2 separate regions of the Danio rerio genome follow, and region 2 is linked to region 1. A link is a contact called in public Micro-C data. All regions are on one chromosome and are shown on one strand. The core of a region is the stretch at or near the end of the contact, and the rest is flanking DNA. Distances in the headings are between cores, read along the strand shown. Region 1 overlaps rap1gapb (RAP1 GTPase activating protein b). Region 2 holds the start of sun2 (Sad1 and UNC84 domain containing 2).

Evidence for each region. Hi-C and Micro-C count contacts between places; a contact is called where the count stands out from the background.
Region 2: a contact with region 1 is called in a Micro-C map of caudal fin, with 6 times the contacts expected there. The contact joins the promoter of sun2 here to the enhancer-like site in region 1. A contact is called at or near these places in 3 of 18 Hi-C or Micro-C datasets (caudal fin, hematopoietic stem cells and skeletal muscle).

Annotation. Positions count from the first base shown.
Region 1 is chr6:50,403,528-50,406,136 of GRCz12tu, reverse strand. rap1gapb (RAP1 GTPase activating protein b) reads left to right here. Exons shown (of 24, transcript XM_073954599.1): 18 at 245-354; 19 at 808-927. Among named protein-coding and RNA genes, the nearest start is that of padi2, 32 kb to the right of the region's middle. Within about 2 kb of position 1,311, at least 3 of the 62 cell types and tissues checked have an H3K27ac peak or open chromatin away from gene starts, as enhancers often do. A contact at or near this core is called in caudal fin, where this site is marked.
Region 2 is chr6:50,570,112-50,572,720 of GRCz12tu, reverse strand. It overlaps sun2 (Sad1 and UNC84 domain containing 2), which reads right to left and starts at 1,305. Exons shown (of 18, transcript XM_001919656.8): 1 at 1,090-1,305. All of the region lies in intron 1 of rap1gapb (RAP1 GTPase activating protein b), which reads left to right.

The sequences.
Region 1 (2,609 bases), core at 62-2,561:
GACGAATGTAGGAATAATAAAGAAATAATAAATCAGTTAATCAACAACTCTGATGATACTGAAAGGCCTGTCTCCTTCTCTCTGTTTTTACAATATAAGAACACTAAAAAGTTGTTCTTGTGTTATTCAGAGGCTCCTTACGGAACTTGAGGTGAAGTGCTTGCATGGAAATAAAAAATGTAGTGAATGATAAATGAATACGTAATCTGAATCAAGCTCTGTTTTATTTTTGATTTCTTCACAGTCCCTGATTATTCCTGGAAAAAGTCCAACACGTAAGAAATCCGGTCCGTTCAGTTCCAGGAGGAGCAGCGCCATTGGGATTGAGAACATACAAGAGGTTCAGGAGAGAAGGTACAAAATTAAAGAAGTTTGAGTATTGGGGAAAGCCATGTTATGAGAAGATTCAGAACAACATGGTTTAATACAGTATTTAAAAATATGTAATGATTCATTTTATACAAACAATGGCTTGAAAACACTTATATTCATTTATTATACTTTATTATTATAATGCTTTTCATCATTATTATTATTAACTTGTACTGTGTTTCTAATTACATTTTGTCTTCTTAAAATTCATGCTTATTATTTGAAAATGTGAATTTAAAATAAGGCACTGTGGTATTATTAAAATGTATAAAGTTGTTTTGTTGTCTTGTTATGACAAAAACACAAAAATATAACAAAGGGTGTGTTGTGAGATCAGAAAGTGTTCTGTCCATTCAATGTCATAGTAACAAGTTCATTCAAAAGTTAAAACATCATGTACTGTAAGAAGTAATTAAGAAGAGTTCATCGTTTCAGTAGTCGAGAGGTGTCCCCGAGTCCACAGAGGTCATCTGATGGTGGACACATCGCTCAGGAATTTCGGCTAGACAACTCGTCCAATCAGAGCTCACCTGAGATGGCAACCACTAAGATCGGGTGAGCAGAGCATTACTAAAAACACTGACTTCTGTTTGCAAGCAGTCGCACACTAATGCAGGATCCAGTTTTAACCACAAAATTTATAATCTGATCTTTACATGCACTGTATATACATATAATAAGTAGTTTTTTATGTTTTTAAAAGTTACAAATACTAAAAAGAATCACACTGATCTCAAACAGCAAATGCAATACCTTATACTAGCTTTACACTAGTAATGCTTTGTTTTTAATGCTTTTTTTTAATTTAATTTTTTTATTTGTCATCAATACCTGTAACTAAATATCCTCATATTTGAGTTTCATGTTCATATGCAGTATGTAAATAGACCGACCTGAGGTTATGGCGCTTATTCAAAGGGAACAATTGCAGTTACTCATGAACCGCTCCTTGTTTACTCTTTATTATGCTTGGCACAAAACCACTCCTAACTGCAAATAACAGATATTCATTTATTGTGTTTGAGCTCAAACGATTATTAGACCTTTACTAGTTGTTCAGTGAGTCATTAGTTGCACAACAACTTTGAAGTAATAATCACTAATCATAATATTATGCAATAGCAAAATACAGCCCAAGCAACACCTTTCAACCACACGGATGAAGCAGCTGGTTTCTGTTATAAGTCTGATGGTGGCAGTTTGCTGGAGTTTTTGTGCTCTTCACTTTAAAAAAATAGTTTTTTTAAGAGTTAAACATTTGAGTTTTTTGATTGAGCATTTTTATTACATTCAGCTGATTTCTGCCATAATCACTTTTAGCTTAGCATAAATCACTGAATTGACTTAGACCATAAGTCTTTCGCTTAAACCACAGGTGTAAAACTCAGTTCCAAAAGGGCTGCAGCTCAGCACAGTTTAGTTCCAACCCTATTTAAACACACCTGATCAAACTAATTGAGTCCTTCAGGCTTGTTTGAAACCTACAGTCAAGTGTGTTGGAGCAGTGTTGGAACTAAACTGTGCAGGGCTTCGGCCCTTCAGGAATTGAGTTTGACACCCCTGCTTAAGATTTAAAAAAAAGAGTTTTGGTAATTTTCCCATGTAAAGCTTCACTCTTCTATGGTTGCATTGTCTACTAAGAACAACGGAAAATGAAAAGTTGCTATTTTCCAGGCTCATATTCAATTAAATTCAAATTTAATTAATCTTTATTTGTATAGCGCTTTTGCAATGTAGATTGTGTCAAAGCAGCTTCACATACAAGATTAAAGTGGAACAGGGTAGTTCAGTTTTCAGTGTTTAAGTTCAGTTCAGTTTAGCTCAATTCAGTGTGATTTAATAATCACTACTGAGAGTCCAAACACTAAAGAGCAAATCCATCGATGCGCAGCTCTACAGATCCCGAACCGTGCAAGCTAGTGGCAACAGTGGCTAAAAAACTTCACCAATATGGCTATGATATTGCTACAAACTATACTCTCATTTTGCCTTAATAATCAAGGAACTCTGCTGTCAAACCATGAAAATAGGCTTAGAGTTATTAAAGTAAAACATTTGAGTTTTAGCATTTTTGAATCCATTCAGCTGACTTGTGGCATAATCACTTTTAGCTTAGCTTAGCATAAATCATTGAATTCGACCATTAGCATCTCGCTTAATCATCTTTTACAAGAGTTTTGGTAATTTTCCTCTTTAAAGCTTCACTCTGCTATGGTTGCATTGTCTACTAAGAATGA
Region 2 (2,609 bases), core at 56-2,555, 170 kb before region 1:
CTAATTCGGCTAATACTCTTGAGCAGAATTTAAATAAAACATGCCTGCATGTAAAACAAATTACTTGATGGCTAGTGGTGGGTGAAACGAGATGAAACAAGAAGCAAAATATTATCAAGTTCAAATATGAAGGTGTCAGCATCTCAGTTAGATCCTGTACAATTTAAATACACAATAGATGCTTTCAATGAAGCAAAAGATAGACTATTCATAATAAATGAGGCGAATGACACTACAGGCTTCAGCTTTCAAACTAAATCCCCCATCTTTAGATAATCTCACTAACAGCTATTTTAAACTGACAGTGTTGTCTCAACAGTTCAGATGTGCTCATTAGTTTCATCATTCAGTTTGTTATTTGATCTTTTTTATTATACATAATTAATGTTTTTTGTTAACTGGGGAACCTGTGAATCTATTTTCACAGTCCCATTACACCGTTGAGTATATACAAACTATTAAAAAACTAAATTTATCAATATTAATAGTATTTTATTATTAATACCACAGACATTTTGCACAATACATTTTGTTTTCACAATACATTTTTATTTCAGATTGTGTTCATTTTGACCAATACTCATTTTGTCATGCTAGCCTAAGCAAACTTCATATAATATAAATGTATCCATATTATGCTAACATTTAATGCATTTTATTGTTTACAACATTATCAGGAGTAACCATGCAAACCATTTAATACTGTGGTAATGATCTGGAGCCACAGAAGGGGGCAAAGTGAGTTTCCATTCTTACTTTACAAGACTTTGGCGGTTCTCTTGATATTTGCGCCAATTTCAACCACAAAGAGACGTTTCTTGGTTAAACGAGGTCATTTAAGTTTCCCTTTCCAATTGAAATGTTTTATTGGACGGAAGAGCACATACCTCATTGATGAATAACCACAAACAGACTTTCTAAATGAGATTCAACTAAACATTTGCAAATACGTTAACTGTTTACTAGCACATTCCTCTAAAGTGCTCCCTCAGCATCATCTCTTTAGCACGAATGATATGATGACTAGTAACATAAACACGCAACTTAACGATATATTTAAAACGTAAGTTTAGCGAATGTCTGTCTCACCTTCTTAGCGGGTCTCCAGGAAGACATGCAGCTTGTCAAAATCTATAGTCAAAACGCGATCCGTTCATCCGAAACGGCTCCACAATGACTGGGTAGCGAAGAAAAGAGCGGTGATACTCACGAGATGCGTAATACGTTACTCCCTTCGGTTACGCGGCTTTATAGCTAATTCAAAAGCGCTACGACAGGATGCTTTGAGGACGGAAGAAGAGCTCTTCTTATCAGGAAGGGTCTTTTGACAGTTGTCAGCTCCGCGGCTCCACCTCTCGTCGTCGTTTAGGGTTGTTTATAGAAAGATGATGTAGACTAGAAAGCAACGGCTACTGTCCTGCTGGCCTGCGCCATCTTGTGGACATTACGTTCAAAAGCTGCGTTTCACTCAATCGCAGAATTCATATAGTCGTTTTACCTAGCGATAAGGTCATTGTGTGTTTCTATTGTTGTTTTTCTTAACTTTAGATGGAGCTAAACTCACCCTTTTCGAGCAAATGACTATATGTAAACAAATATGGTGAACGGTTTGCAAAAATTCAGAAGTAAATAATGAACTACGTCACGCCTCGCTATCTGACAGAAATACAAACAGTAACGTTAGCGACGTAAAGCCTTCTGTCACCTCTGAGTTATGTTCACTAGTTTTGTTAATGAATACCCCTTAAACTCTTTTTTTTTTGCATACACTATTGTTAGAAATCACATGATACTGATGTATAAATTACCCAATGGCTGCTCATTATTAAGCTTTTTTTGGCAATCACAAGAGTAAATCTATGTTTAAAACTGTGTAAAATCAATTTTAATAATATACATTAAAATTATAGTTTTAATCTATATTTAACACTTTTTAAAATAAGGTTTCAGTTGTTAACATGAGTTGATTATAAAAAAAAAGCACTTGCCCCTATGAACCATTTTTTATTATAGCCTTTTAAAATTATTACCATGTTCTTTGGCAGATATGTTACCATTCATGTAACCACCGTTTTAGGCTAGTAAAAAACAATAGGCTATAAGGTTGTTGTAGCAAAACTGTGGTTAAGTTCAATGGTTTAATTGCAAAAACCATATTTGTTTGTTTGGCAGCCCCTTGTCTTGCATTTCAAACCATTTCTTATTTTGACCATGTCTGACATTGATCTTGAAAAGACCCAAAATAAAACTTTTAGCTAAATAGTTTTTTGCTATAAATTCTTAATAAATATTAGCTAACTCAGCATTATTTGTAAGAAAAACAAAAATAAATTTGTATGATAGTTTTTTTAATATGCATCTGGAAAGTATTCATTCATGTTTTCACTTTTTCCAATTTTTTTTTGTTACAGCCTTATTCCAAAATGGATTAATTTATTTAAGAGCACTTTACGGGTGCACGGTATATTTTTACCTTCTTTAAATATTTCTTATATATATTTTTACCCTTATATTTTTTTTAACCTGTTTTGACCGTATTATTTAAATATACATTTATTTACTGCACATTAGCTCTTCATAAGTGCAATATAAACAAGATCTTAACACAT